Regions from separate parts of the Sus scrofa genome. Here region 2 is linked to region 1. The links are chromatin contacts, called in public HiChIP or PLAC-seq maps. All regions are on one chromosome and are shown on one strand. The core of a region is the stretch at or near the end of the contact, and the rest is flanking DNA. Distances in the headings are between cores, read along the strand shown. Region 1 has its middle 230 kb from the start of PPARGC1A. Region 2 has its middle 310 kb from the start of DHX15.

Evidence for each region. HiChIP or PLAC-seq counts read pairs in DNA pulled down with a chosen protein or histone mark.
Region 2: a contact with region 1 is called in an H3K27ac HiChIP or PLAC-seq map of skeletal muscle. The contact joins two enhancer-like sites. A contact is called at or near these places in 1 of 47 Hi-C or Micro-C datasets (fetal heart ventricle) and 1 of 2 datasets of contacts at active chromatin or transcription factors (skeletal muscle).

What each region holds. Positions count from the first base shown.
Region 1 is chr8:18,168,075-18,175,871 of Sscrofa11.1, reverse strand. It overlaps a transcript of PPARGC1A not described here. Among named protein-coding and RNA genes, the nearest start is that of PPARGC1A, 230 kb to the right of the region's middle. Within about 2 kb of position 4,976, at least 8 of the 83 cell types and tissues checked have an H3K27ac peak or open chromatin away from gene starts, as enhancers often do. A contact at or near this core is called in skeletal muscle, where this site is marked.
Region 2 is chr8:18,306,797-18,314,593 of Sscrofa11.1, reverse strand. It overlaps a transcript of PPARGC1A not described here. Among named protein-coding and RNA genes, the nearest start is that of DHX15, 310 kb to the left of the region's middle. Within about 2 kb of position 3,578, at least 9 of the 83 cell types and tissues checked have an H3K27ac peak or open chromatin away from gene starts, as enhancers often do. A contact at or near this core is called in skeletal muscle, where this site is marked.

The sequences.
Region 1 (7,797 bases), core at 3,727-6,226:
TGAGTCCTCGTTCAGAGACCTGCGGCGTGAGTTCACTGAGAGGACCCAAGTATACAACACTTCGCCTGAACTACAGTATTGTCAAGAGGTGTTAGGGGCTTACCTTCTGATTTTTTTCCTCTTTCTGAGTTTCAGAAGATAATTAGAATAGATGTTTATCTTAGAGCTGGGATGGATCATGGCAATCATATGGTTTAATGGTTTTCAAATTACTATAATTTTTAAATCAGTAGAAGGAATGCTACTTTTTCCAAATGAAATCTGGCGTGGAACCTCAGTTCATAAGGAGGATAAATGGGATGAAGCTTGTTGAAATGGGAGCAAGAAATCTGGATCCTGCCCACTCAGCGTGTGCCCCTTGAGACCTCAACCCTCTTCTCCCCACAACAGCTTATAAGACACTTCTGAGGAACACGAGAGTTTCTTTGGTCTTTTAGACCAGCCAGAGCCATTTATCAGCAGGAGGTGGGCTATAATCTTATATCAAATACTCTGCATCCTTAAATACTCTCAACCAGTCAACCTTGCCTCCTCTCTAGAAGAATTTGGGATGGAATTCTCAATGACTTGCTCTGTCTCATTCCCTTTTTATATTCTATTGAATTTTTCCAAAGCTTCTTTTTTAACCTTAAATTTTGAGACTTCCCTGGATTATTTATCTACATGGCCAAGAACTATCTACTTGGCAAACCCAATGGCTTTTTCATCCTGTTTCACTTCTACACAGAATCTGCAACTGACTGTCTCATCCTTGCTGAATGTCCATCACTCTGGGACCTTCACGGTCTTTCAGTAAGGACCTGAGGCAATTCAAGTTCAACCTTCTTGAACCATAGGTTTGATTGTGTCACTCTCTGTCTCAGAAGCTCTCTGTGGCTCTCTCTTGCCCACAGAATCAAGTACACACTCTGGAACCAATATTCAAGGACTTTCATGATCAATCTGATACAAAGCTTTTTTTTTTTTTTTTTTTTTTTTTTTTTTTTTTGATTTTTAGGGCTGTAGCCACTACATGTGGAGATTCCCAGGCTAGGGGTCTAATCGGAGCTACAGCTACTGGCCTACACCAGAGCCACAGCAGCACAGGATCCAAGCCGAGTCTGCGACCTATACCACAGCTCAAGGCAGTGACGGATCCTTAACCCACTGAGCGAGGCCAGGGATGGAACCTGCAACCTCATGGTTCCTAGTTGGATTCTCTTCCGCTGCACCATGACAGGAACTCCAAAGCTTCTTTTTTAACCTTAAATTTTGAGACTTCCCTGGATTATTGCCTGAACCTGCTCTAGACCTCCCAAAAAGTGTTTTGAAAGTTGCGAGTATTTACTTATGGCTGGGGAAGGGGCAAATAAGAGGAGCCTTAGGGAAGATAAAAGAGAAAAGGACCTCTTCATCTGGACCTGAAAAGATGGGTAAGATTCAAGATGAGAGAGATGTCAGCAAGAATATAACATCTTTCTGTGATGCATTAAGGGTGAATGTGTACTTTTGTCAACTTTGCTAGATGGAAATGATTTGTGATCAGGGACTATTGTGTTATTCTTCTCAAGAGCCCCCATAAGTACCCAACTCACAACTCTGCTCATTGTAATCATGGACAAACAAAAGCACAAAAGAAGGAATTACCAGCCAAATTTGAAGTCTAGTGAACTTGAAAAACTTGCATAATTTCATGTAGTCTGTTAATGAATAGATTAAACCCTTTGAAAAATGAAAACCAATATAGAAATGTATTTTTATTATCTAATCCCTAATGTGCTTTTAGCTTTATAAATGATGCAATTATGTTATTACAATGTATTTATGTTCATTAATAATTTTGTCAGAGGAAAGCCGATATCCTGTTGGAATTATTTGTATACCTGGACTCTTTATCATGGCTTTTTCAAAGGGAGCTATTTCAGTTTGTTTATTTATTTATTTATTTCCAGATCATGCTGTATCACCAAGATCTCCAAAACTTGGTGGCTTGAAACAACTGCTATTTATTATTTCATGGTAGTCCATGGGGTTATCTCTATAGTTCTACTGGTTTAAGGCAGGCTTAGATGAGCTCAGCTGGGCTCCCTCTTCTGCCTGGCCCAGCTGGTGGGCCAGCTGGGGGCTGGCAAGTCAAGGCAGCGGATAACCTTGGCTCTGCTCTAAGTTGTTGTGAGTTAGCCCAAGCTTGTTCTCTTGCTGAAGGCAGAAGACAAAGAGAGTGAGTACAACTGTGCATGGGCCACAAGGCTTGGATCACACACTCGCACTGTTACTTCCACCACATTCTATTGGCAGAACAAGAGATAAGGCAGCCAAGCTTCAGCACTGGGGAGCTAGACCCCACTTCTCCATGGAAGAAGCTGCAGAGCCATATGGCAAAGGGCGTTGGGTGGAGAGAGGCGGAGAGATGGGGGCATCCATCTTTGCAGTCCATCTGCCCCAGAAGACCTACATGCTTCCTCAGTTTTTCTTGGGATTATGAGAGAGACGAGGGAAGATGCATTACTCTAACTGGAGGGACCATGAGTTTCCTTTTGTCTTCCTAACACTCCAGCTACTACTTGAAGGTGCTCAGAGTATTACTACTCAATTTGCTCTGAAGCTGATTTAATTCTTTAAAGGTTAATTCTATATTCTGTCCTTTTCATGCCCTCTTAGCTTTTTATCTTCTAGCCCAGGCCATGATAGATCAGTTGATTTGTTGCCTTGGTGTCTATAATGAGGAGAGAAAATAAAAGACATTGGGACATTCCTACGAAGCAGCTATGTGGAGAAATGAAAAGAGATGTCTTTGGTTTGCCCCTGTCTTGGCTTGTTTTTCAAAAGCGAAATCTAGAAGAAAGTGGACTGAGGTCTCGGGGGACATTTTCAGGTTTGGGAAGGATCTAATGAGGTGTGTGAAGGCATCTGTGGGGCGGGAAGTGAATAGAAGTGCTGATCTGGAGTATTGGAAGGCCCGAGAAGGAAGGGACTGATCAATAGCTGTTTTTCAAGTGCGGAGCATAATTTGTGTCAGACTGCTGAAATGAGTTAGTGCTCCATAGTTAATGGCTGTGAGCACATTCCTTTATCGCTGCGCTCTCCAAAATGTTTGCCATCAACAATTCTAAAAGGCTGTGAGTGACTCACAGCCAGTGTGAGTAATGCACTGGAGCTTCGTGCGCTGGGGCCTCTTCTGCTCTGAAAACCTTCCCCTTGGACATGGTGTCTCTGTATTTACATCTCTGGCTTGGCTGCCTCTCAGATCACCTGGTGGTACTCTTGCCATCTCGTTTGGACATGACTCTTCTTCAAGTTGCCCCTCTTTCACTGGGGGCTCTCCTGGTTTTCCCTCTTAGTCCTTTCTTAGGTCCAAAGGAAACACCATTCCCTTGTTGTTCTCACTGTGGTCCAGGGACCAACAACATAGATGCCCCCCGGGAGCTCTGGTTCAGCCCTGCTGCATCTGAGTCTTCACTTGAGCAAGAGTCCCAGGGGATCCGTGGGAACACGGAAGTTTGAGAAACACTGCGCTTTTCCATACACATGGATTTTCACCCCTGCTATTTCTGTTCCCTCGCTGTTAACTTCCTCACGGCTCGTCCCCCTCTTACCCTAGCCCAGGAGATGCTCGTCTGCTTTTCACTAGACTCCGTATGTGGGATTCCAGAGTGTGATGAGCTTGACTGTCATGGATTGACATCAAAGCCAATTAAATTAGTTTTCCCCCCAAGGTGGCTCATTTGCTTCGGTAATTGGAAACTGGTCATGGCAGTTTCCAATGGAAAGTTTCCTTTGGAAAGTGGCTTGAGCCACCAAGTAGTCTGCAAACGAGATGTTTGCGAAAGCAATGGACACACGATCTTACTCTCACAGGACCCTGATATTATAAAGGCTTTCTGCCGGGAGAGTGGGTGGTCCAGGTGGTTAGAGGCATATTGGAATATGATCCAATTTAACTAGCTCCCACTTGAGTCCTACCCTTTCTTTGAGTCATAACCCTAGACCGAGTGTTATACATGCATATTATGACCTCAGAGAACATTAGCCCAATGGGGTGTGATCCCCATTTTTTAGATAAGAAAGTGAGACCCAGGGAAGGGAAGTAATTGCCCCAAGTTATACAACTGATGAACTGCAGGATTTGAGAAGGGCTGCATTCTTAAGTTCTACATGATTTCTCCAACTGGTTCTAAAAAGGTGGTTTCCTGGTGGCTACCAGGCCTATATTTTTGAGAAGAGGTGTTAACACTGAGCTAATTCCTGATCTTCTTCCACATCTGGGCTCATGCGTTTTGAGCCTCACATCCCCGCCCTGTCTTCACTGGTTCACATGCCGCCTCCAGCATGACATCCATGCCGATACCTTCCAGCAAGACGGCAGCTCTCTCTTCTTCGAATTGTGTTGCCCGTGATGCTCTGGAAGCTCTGCTTAATTCACGGAATTGCCTGGCAGGCTCTCTAACAAGGGCGTTCCATCCTTTGCTCCCCTCTGTCCACTTTGCCCTGCCTGGCACTGTGCCTGGCCCATCACAAATAACACATATTTGCTCAGCGAATTGAATCTGAGCTGCTCCCTCCCTGACAGGGACCTTGGGAGCGTCAGGACTCCAGGTGGAGGAAAAGGTTGTCGACAGCGGAGAATTGCTCTACACAGACTATTTCACACTTTTTGCCAAGGGCCAGCTCGGATTTCTCTTAAAATCCAGTCCACAAAGAACTGAAGCTGAGGGGGTGGTGCGCTTGCCTCCTAGGACGGTGGGGTGGGGTGGGGGTGCGCACCAAGGCTTTTGCTCCTGAAAAAAATCTCAACGAGAAAGCAAGCAAACAAAACAAAACAAAACAAACCCCCCCACATTTAAAACTTCCTCTTGGAAAGCTCTTCTGCCTTTGATTTTGCAGAATGTCTTCAAGTGATTTGGGTCTATTTTTAATACCCGTGAGACATGATGTTGGAAGGAGAGCTAAATATAGGGGCCACCTCCCCCTTTCTTTTATTCATTGGCCTTAATCTAACTGGGAGGAGAAGCACACGCACATGATATTTCACCACAGAGTTGTGACGTTTTGCCCCGGTGGGCCCGGCTGAAAGGAAATTCATAAATACTGTGTCGGAAATAAAGATAATGAATGGATTCTTTTTGGAGAAAACGTTAAGTGGGAGTTTATTTATGTTAAACCTCCCCTGTCTGCTGAAGACAGCGAGCTCGTTCCTCTTGTTCTCCTCGGGGTCCTTTGGGGACAGCAGCCAGCCTGCGTTCCTGGAGCAACCCTACCATCGGAATCCAGAAGAGCAGGACGCGCAGCCAAAAATACCACATGGCATCAGAGCAGCAGCTAGAATTCCGGTTTATTATATGGTTACGAGCCTCCTTTTTCTCCCCTTCTTTTTTGTAAAGAAGGCATTAAGTGCTTGTTAAAAGCAAACGACTTTGTGAGGACCCAGTGGACCAGAAGGAGAGGCAAGGGCTTCCTGCCTCAGCCGTAAGCCCGAGGGCTCTGTGCTGGAGGGCTCCCCTCTCAGTCTTAGGTGTTCTTTCATGTCTGTGCGTTTCCCACACGCCTTCGGCATCCATTGTTTGCATGTGTTTGGGGTGATCCCTATATTATTAGCATCCCGGGATGCGGCTTGGAATAGTCCCTGGGGTGTCTTCAATCTGGCGCGGGTGCCATCACTGGCTGTCTCTGCCAGGGGCGGCGCTGATGAAGAAGGGCCGGCAGCCGAGAGAGTGGCTCCCACGATGGGCTCTGGAATCATCTACTTGGTCCTGGATTCCCTCCTTGGGAGCCATGAGCCCTTTGGAAAGGGATTCAGCGTGTTCCTGCTTTCGTCTCCTTATCAGCAAAGGAGAGATGATGATACTATCGTAGGGAATTGTTTCAAAAATTGAAGCCCGTGGTACATTGCAAACACTCAACATCCTTTAGCTTCTGTGTCTACCACGGTGACAAAGGGTGGGGCCGGGGAACCTTCCAGAGCGGAGACACGATTCAGGCCCCTGGTTTGATGTATTTACCATGTTTCCACAACCATCCACAGGGGGGCCGTGGCTTGTTTTGGTTTCTGATCTGCTCGTGGTCCTCATGTCTAGTGTTGTTTGAGGAAAGGTGGCAACCTTCCCCTCAGGTGGGAAGTTGCAAGGACGCTGACAGTTGTCCCTATGTTTCCTGTGGCTGCTTTGGTGTGTGTGTGTGCGTGTGTAAATATTTATTTTTTTAATGATTTTTATGTTTTCCATCAGAGCTGGTTTACAGCGTTCTGTCAATTTTCTACTGTACAGCAAGGTGACCCAGTCACTCATACACATACACATTCTTTTTCTCACTTTATCATGTTCCCTCATAAGTGATTAGATGTGGTTCCCAGTGTTACACAACAGGATCTCTTTGCTTATCGATTCCAAAGGCAATCGTTTGCATCTCTGTGGCTGCTTCTTGGAGAAGAGGCCTTCTGCTGTCTGCCTCCTCTGCCATTCCCCAATAAAGAGCAGCCCGCAACTCTGCCTGAGAGATGCAGCTACAGCTGGAAGCACTGGAAGATGTCTCCCAAGGAGGTAGAAATCAGAAAGTCCCGAATGGCTCTCGTTCTGCCCAAATCCAAGAAACGCAGTCCCTACTTATCCCTAAGCCTTTCAAAAGAAGCTGCATTTAAAAAAAAATTTTAATTATTTTTTTTTTTGTCTTTTGTCTTTTTAGGGCCACACCTGCAGCATATGGAGGTTCCCAGGCTAGGGGTCAAATCGGAGCTGTTGCTCCCCGCCTACGCCACAGCCACGCCAGATCCTTAACCCACTGAGCAAGGCCAGGGATTGAACCCACAACCTCATGATTCCTAGTCAGATTCATTTCCGCTGTGCCACGCCGGGAACTCCTATTTTTATTTTTAAAAGTTTTGTTGAAGGATAGTTCACTTAACAATGTTGTATTAGTTTCAGGCGTAATCACTCACACACCTAAACATGTCCATTCTTTTTTCCCATATAGGCTGTTTCCAACTATGGAGTAGACTTTCCTGAGCTGTGCAGCTGCATTTTTAAATCTCTTTGCTTGCGTGTGCTCCCGTCCCTCTGTCTTTAAGAAAGGCAGTTTTCCAGAGCAATGCTCTTTGTTAAGTGCCATTAGAAAGACATCTCTGCTGATCTCTGAGTGGTCAGCCCCTAAGGGGGCCTTTGGGGAAACACCTTGGGGCTATTAGGTCAGAAGAACCTTTGCCCCCAAATTTCTCTGTTTATACACATATTTGACTGGAATCTAGCAGAGAAGAGTTAGTTTGTGTAGGCATCAGTGTCTTGTCTGCATCCTTAGATATTTGGATTTGGATGAAACTAAAGAGAAAAAAGAGTTCATAGGTTAGAGTGCTGTGAAGTCTTCTTGTTGGTGCAGTGGTCCTCATTCCCATTGAAACACTTCTGAAAGTATTTTGTTTAAAAAAAAAATTTTTATGGTCACATCCATGGCATATGGAAGTTCCTGGGCCAGGGACTGAATCTGAGCCACAGCTGTGACTGAAGCCACAGCCGAGGCAGTGCCAGATCCTTTAACCCATTGTGCCAGGGTGGGGGGTTGAATCTGAACCTCCTCAGGGATCTGAGCCGTTGTCGTCAGATTCTTAACCCACTGTGCCACAGCGGGAACTCCCAGAAACTATTTTATTAAAAAACGCTACCAGAGCTTCCTGGTGGCTCAGTGGGTTAAGGAGCTGGTGTTGTCACTGCTGCGGCTCTGGTTACTACTGTGGCGAGCAAGGGTTTGATCCCTGGCCTGAGAACGTCTGCGTCCTATGGGTGTGGCCAAAACATAAAAATAAAAAAATAAAAATGCTACCACCCAAAGCCT
Region 2 (7,797 bases), core at 2,329-4,828, 140 kb before region 1:
TCGGATCCGTATCAATACCTTTGATAAATTAGGGCTCCGACCCTTTGCTTTGTTTGCTTTATCAACCTCGCTTGGCAATAACAATAAAAGACTCCAGGTGGTGTACTGCGAATGGCTTAGTGCGCTACTAACCTTAGGGCCCAGCCTCGCGATGCCGCACATGTTATAACCACCAGAAGTGCACTGCTGTGCCTGACTTCCTCCCCGGAATTAGACATTTCTCCTGCAACGTTGCGTTTCAATATCAGCTTCGCGCATTAACCTTGAAACGCTGTGCCCGTGCTGTAGGTGGCATCTTCATTTTCCAGCTGAAGAAATTAAGACACGGAGAGGTTAAATGAGCTGCCCAGGGCCACGCGGTAAAATCTCCAACACAGCTGGCATCTAGGCAGAGGTGTCATGGTCCCTAGGAGAGGGTAGGACACTTTTCTTCTCTGTGGTTTCAAGGTAAAGAGATCGGAATTTGCAAGGAGCTGCCTGGTGATGTGCTTTTTGCCCAGGTGACACAAGGCTGCCCTCTCAGCACTGAGGCTTGTGGGGAGGAAACCCGGGTCCCTGGTGTTGGGAGCAGAAGGTTTTTTTTTTTTTTTTTGGTCTTTTTCCCATTTCTTGGGCCGCTCCCACGGCATATGGAGGGTCCCAGGCTAGGGGTCGAATCGGAGCTGTAGGCACCAGCCTACGCCAGAGTCACAGCAACACGGGATCCAAGCCACGTCTGCAACCTACACCACAGCTCACGGCAACGCCGGATCCTCAACCCACTGAGCAAGGCCAGGAGTCGAACCCGCAACCTCATGGTTCCTAGTCGGATTCGTTAACCACTGCGCCACCACGGGCACTCCAAGAAGCAGAAGGTTTAAAAGGTGCTTACCTTGGTCTTTGTAACCTCAGACCAAGGTTGGATGACAACCCTCATGGGATGGCCCTTATCATGACTCGTGCATCTTTTAGGGCGCAGCTGTATGCCCAACCAGATGTTAGGTGTCATGGGGGGCACGGAGAGACAGAAAACGCAGGTCTTCCTCTGTGACTCCTTTCACATGACCATGGCCATGAGCACAACATTAATGAAAGATATTAATAAATGATCACACTGTTGCTAAATGAACACACTGCGTACCCTTGTCTGTCTTAGCAACTGCCTGGCATCAGGTTAACAGAGGTGTTTGAAGTCTTCAACCCTGGGGGTGCTGTGTGGGTGCAGGTCTAATTCTGCAGGTAGAGCTGAATCTCTGTGGTGTAAATTATGGTACCATTTTACCTTTGAGCCTCTTCTGGAACTTTGTGCTAAAGTCCCTGTACTCGGGGTTCCCGTCGCGGCGCAGTGGTTAACGAATCCAACTAGGAACCATGAGGTGGCGGGTTCGATCCCTGCCCTTGCTCAGTGGGTTAACGATCTGGCGTTGCCGTGAGCTGTGGTGTAGGTTGCAGATGCGGCTCGGATCCTGCGTTTCTGTGGCTCGGGCGATTCGACCCCTAGCCTGGGAACCTCCATATGCTGTGGGAGTGGCCCAAGAAATGGCAAAAAAAGACAAAATAAATAAAAAAATAAATAAATAAAGTCCCTGTACTCTGTCATCACAATGATGATGAGCTGGGCTAGAAAACCAAAGTGATTATTATCGGGCAAAATATAGAACTGGCGCTGGAGTGCTGGAGCGGTAAGTGGTGTTTTATCTAGGAAAAGTTTTGTTTCAACCTTTTTTGGTTGAAAATCCATTCTAAAGTATATCATGGAAGAAATGCTTCTCTCTCCATTTTTACGCCTTTTCCTTTTTGTGGCATGTGGGAGGTTCCCAGGCTAGGGGGCTCATCGGAGCTGTAGCTGCCAGCCTATACCACAGCCGCAGCAACTCGGGATCCGAGCCGTGTCTGTGATCTACACCGCAGCTCACGGCAATGCCAGATCCTTAACCCACTGAGGGAGGCCAGGGATTAAACCGAGTCCTCATGGATACCAGTCAGGTTTGTTAACCACTGAGCCACAACGGGAGGAACCCCAGACGGTTGTCATTTCTGAAGATCAGATTTTTGTTTTTTGTTTTTGTGTGTGTATGTGTGTGGGGGGGGGGGTTAGGTTGAGAGGATTTAGGGCATTAGCCAACTGATGGTTTTTAGCCTGAAATTTTTGATATCAATTTACTTCCAATGCAGTGAGTTAATGGGCACATTTTCCACAATCTCATTTGCATCCCTTGTTCCAAGGAAAATTGCCTAATAATATAGTTTTGCTTTCTCTCCGCTACCCAACAGTCCATATTCCTTTAGCCTCAAAGGAGAAAGCAAGCCCATTTCACCTGTACATGCTGTTGAAGAAGCAGATTCCTGTCGAGGTTCAAGGTCTAATCGGTTTGGCGTGGCATCTAGGAATCTCCGTTTTTTAAGCATCCTAAAAAAGCTGATGACAGCCTCTATTTCTAATAGGAAGGTTTTGGGAGGCCTACACTTTGAGAAACAGTGTGAGAGGCAGAGGAGTTGGTACCTGGGCAGATTCCAGGTGCAGAAAGAGAGGTGATGTGTATTAGAGAAAAATGTCCCTTCTCCCAGAAGGTGGTCTCATGGTGACTGAGTGGTGGTTTTTCATCAGTGACTCATGATACAACCTTGTAGGAAATTCAGACCCCAGATTCAAGTTTACAAACATATATGGAAGAGATTTTCTCGGGGTCCCAGGATTGGAATCAGACAGCGTAACACTGATTACTGGGAAATACATATTTATTACGAGAGCTGTTTTTTTTTTTTTTTTTTTTTTTGTAGTAGGGAGAATTTATTTCATGCAGAGCATATAGTATTTGATTGATATTATCAGATTATAGGAAGTCTATGAGAAAAGAAACAGTAACACAGCAAATTATCGCGTTAGAGTTATTCATCCAGCCATTTGTATCCCATGTGAATAAGCACTCTTGGAAAAAATTTTGTGATTCTGTCAAATAGAGAAATTATTCACAGAGAACATTTCCATTATTTTCAAAGCAACAACACTGGTATGGTTGAGCATCAGTGTGTGTGTGTGTGTGTGTGTGTTGCACACGGCATGTGGGTGGATATTGGCAAACAAGCCATGAACTAATAATAAAACAACACATTAGCAACAATTTAATTAAGCACAATTTATGTCAAAGTATCTGAATAGGGATATGATTACATAATTATGTGCAAAACTTTGAGGCGAAGAACAGACCTTTTTCTTTTCTTATAGGCAGCTCCACATTCCGCCATGGTCTGGCAGCTGTTTTTTGAGCTGCCAAGCTGGCTTAGAAGTGGGGCCAAACCTTTTCCGAGGGAATGGTCTGGGCGAGCTGGCAGGCTGTCCAGCTGTGTGTGGTCCCCGTCCCAGCAAATGAGTAAATCAGAGTTATAAGTTGTAAATGGGCTGCCAATGAGCTTCTGCATAGTAGGGAATGAGCTTGGCATCGTTTAAAGTCCAGTTCAGCGACAGCCTCTCTCGCGGCAGCCGCATCAAGGAGATGGTGGAAAATTAAGGCATGGTGGGCCACGGAGCTTCCACAGGGCATGAACTCGGTGTACTGTGCTCGAAATGTCACATTCCAAGAGGTCCTGGAATGAGCCGGCTCAGTGTCATGTCGCGCTGTGAGCTCCGCTCACATGATGCAAGCTTTTGCTTATCTGCCCAGGCCTAAAATAAGACACTCCGATGCTTTATTTATGAGCTCTGGGCCACCCAGGCCTGTGATGTAAGTAACCTTGGGGTACACAGCATTTGATCACTTCAATTCCCATTAACTACCTGTTTCTAAATGGGGAAACGCATTTGCCCAGCGCACTGCGTTATTCATGAAGACACAAAAGCAGCCTGTTGTGCTGTCACTGGGGCGGAGTTCCATGTAATGTGATCCAGCTGTTGAATGCCGCCCTGTGGGTTTCTAATGTTACTTTTCTCCTTCTCCTTTTCTTGTTCATTTCCTTTTTCTTCTTTCTTTTCTTTTTCTTCCTTCTCATCCCCCCCTCCCCCCGCCACCCCATTCTTAAAAATGGCCAGCTCCAGACCTGGTTAAACACGTCACTGTATATCTGTGAGTTAGGATCTGTTCTCCTGTTTAGCACAGAAGGTCAGGGGTTGGTGGCAGAGGACCCATTTTACATAATAATGGGAGCCTCTGGTGCAGTCTCTGAGCTTGGGCGTGATGCTATTAATATTTCAGACCTCATCATTTTTCATTGTGGGGGCTGTGCTGTGGATGGTATGCTGTTTGGAGCATTTCTAGCCTCTGTTCACTAGACGCTAGTTGCATTGACCCATTGTGATAACCACATTCCTCAGGGTCCCTTCGGGAGCAAAAATCGCCCCTGGTTGATCTAGTGTGATGACTGCCTGGGTCATTGTTCATGAGCAATTTCCCTAACTCTCTCTTTGATTGTAAGGATATAGGTGTCAGAACTGGATTTGGAGGCAGACAACCTGGGTTTGCATCTGGGCTCCAGCCCTCACTGTCACTCGCTAATGTGACTCTGGACAAGCTATTTAGCTTCGATCTAAGCCTTCACTTCTTCGCCTGTTACGTAAGCGCAATACTGCATCACTTATAAGGTAATTGGAAATCAGCGACCTAATATGTATAAAGAATATAGTGTATGATACATGCTCAAGAATTGCTGGTCTGATGACCTGACCTGATAGAGGAAATACTTTGACTGTCAATTTAGACATACAAAGAAAAAAAAAAAAGCCCTTTTCATCATGTGTTGCCCACTTCTGGTTTCTTCCTTCTTCTCGTTCCCTTCTCTTCTGTCCCCCAGCCATTCTTCTATTCCAGAAACTAATTATGGCCCAAGATGTGCAACAGGGAGAATGGAAAGAGAAGCGGTGAGGGGAATAGAGGAGAACAGTTTCGTGGTGGGATCATTCAATTAGGAAGCCCCAGGAAGAGGCGTGGGCAATCCCTTTAGCTTCCTGCATGGGTGTGTAAGGATTGAATGATTGTAAAAACAAAGAAACCCTCCACACACCATTCATCTGAACCCCACCCTGCCCTCAACAAAATGCCAAATCCACCTTGTGGTTTTTTTGCTTCGGGAGAAAGTGAAATCGCTTTCCTTATTCGGGAAGGAAGGTGACAAATGTTAAATCTGTTTTCTTAGGAAACAGCTGAGAAAACCGTCGAAATGACTCCATGTGACTCGCACAATTTTCTGCCTGGGTCTTCAAAGTCTGAGTCTCTTTTGAGCTGTATCTAAATCTAGAAAGAAGGGCCAGGCTAAGAACGAAGTCGACATCAGACAGGGAGTGAAGTCTGTAATCTTTAACACCGCCTTTTCAGCCATCACTCGCATATTTTACAGAGCCTCTCAAGGCTGCTGCTACCTGCCGCCAATTAAGAAATGCTTGGCAAAACCCCATTCTTCCAGTTTGTTCTGAAACGCTCTTTTCTCGGGGGAGGGTGCTGCGGTGTCCCTCACATGTTGCAGGTCCCTCTTCTTTGCATCCACTCTCTTTCTCATCCTTTCTAGTTGCACCGTAGAACCCGAGGGTTGGAAAGGATTTGACAGTTCGTCGAGCCCATTGGTTGCATTGCTTCTAGACCGTTTCTGACACGGTCCATCTCTTCCCTCCTTGAATGATTCTAGAGATGAGGCGTTCACGCTTATGGGAAGGAGGATGCTTAATTGTTGAAGCATTCTTTCTAATTGTTAGGGGCTTAGAGGTCTGCCTCCCTGTACCTGCACCCAATATTCTATCAACCCAGCTGTGGGGGTTCCTGTGGACCCAACTATGCCGGGACCCAAATATGAATTACATATAGCTTCTGCCCTCAAGGAGGGCATTATGGTCACGGTGAGATGTTTCATGGATGTAAATCATTTATTCATTCAACAACCATTTATGAGTCATCCCAATGAACCAGGTACCTTGTTAGGAGCTGGGGATACAATGGAGCAAGGACACCATCTCAACCCTCAGCGGAGCTTGCAGCCTAATGGAAGAGAAAGACAGTAATCAAAATTTCACCTTAGTAAATATATAATAAGGTGGCACTAACTTAAGTGTAATGAGAGAAAGGAAGTGGTTTTGTGCGTAGAGAGTTGGGTGGAAAAGGGAATGGTTTCTACATCAAACAGGCTGTTTTCTCCGAGTGGTGAAGATGAGTAGGAATGAAAATTGGTTGGAAGAGGAGGGGTGGGGTTAGCAGCCCAATGGGGGGGGGGGTGGCTGGAATGTGCTGAAACAGGAGCAAACCTGAGGACACAGGGAGTGATAGAGGCCTGCAGGGGTGGAGTCAGGAGGCAGAGGTGGCTGCCCTCAGCAGGGCTTTGGGGGCTGTGGATATTGGTCTTTGTCTTAAGACCAAGGCTGTCCAAGGGATCTCCAGAGCTGTCGAGGGGATAAATGCACAGGCTTGGTCACGGTTAGATACAGACCAGATCCAATCAGTGGATGGAGAGAATACACTGAAATAAATGCTGTCTGAGGGCTGAGGATGGAGCAAGGGACCCCGCCGCTGAGGCCACAGCAAGCTTTCTAGAGAAGGGAAGGTCTGAGTCCTTGTGAAATAAGAGTGGGCCTCTTTCAGGCTGGTGTTCCGGGTAGGGAAATTGCCACCACACATGCAGGCAGGCATGAAGAGCCACAGGACAATTCCAAAGCACAGCAAGTTATCTTTCACGGAGCACAGGGCTGGGGTCAGAGCTGGGCATCACTAGCTGGCCAAGAGCCCTCGACGGTGGGCTTCATCCTGAAGCTGAGCCTCTGTGGGTGATTGAGATGCTCAGCTGCAGTTTTATTTTTTTATTTTTTATTTTTTTGTCATTTCTTGGGCCGCTCCCATGGCATATGGAAGTTCCCAAGCTAGGGGTCGAATGGGAGCTGCAGCCCCCCGGCCTACGCCAGAGCCACAGCAACGCGGGATCCGAGCCGCGTCTGCAACCTACACCACAGCTCACAGCAACGCCGGATTGTTAACCCACTGAGCAAGGGCAGGGACCGAACCCGAAACCTCATGGTTCCTAGTCGGATTCGTTAACCACTGCGCCACGACGGGGAACTCCCTCAGCTGCAGTTTTAGAACAGTCTTTGGGCTTCCACGTGGCAGGGAAGAGCAGAAGCTGGCGCATCCAGCTGTGCAGTGGTCAGGATGGGGATACAAAGATCTTCCACCAGGGCAGGAGTGGTGGGCTGGAACTTTTAAGGAGCGAGAATCAACAGGAGGCAGTGTGCACGCCACAGACACCCTATCGCTTTCCTAATAGCTGGGGAAATATTCGCTACCGTTATCATGAATCTGTACAAAATGCTGCTTGGAAGACAACTTTACCGCAGAGCGAAATGACAAGAATAAAAGAGTCCAACACGTACAGAAGCAACAATGAGTACTTCCCCCTTTTATCTGCTCTTTTGGATTCGTGCACCTGTTCACTGTCTTTGTCAACGGCAGAGCATTATTTATAAGACGCCGTTATTTTTTTTCCCCTCTAAACATCTGGATGTTTGGCGTTGCACAGATAAAACATCTGGAGTTAGGCCTGAAGTTTTGCCTCTTTTCCCAGATGTTTGGTGTCCCGTTGACAAGGCCCGGGAGTCTTGGTGAAGAGCCATCTCATAAAACTAGGTGCTACACGAGGCTTGAGCCTCCTACAGATAAATTTGGAGGGGGTAGAAGGATGAATAAACCCCACTCAAGGCGGCTATAAGATAACCAAGCAAATTATGGGTCCAAGGGAATTGAGAATATTTCTGGTTGAGGAAAAGGGATACAAAGGAGTGTATTGGGGCTTTTTTTAGGATACATTTGCCAGTGAATGTTTGCTTTGAACAACTCGGGGTGGGGAGATCAG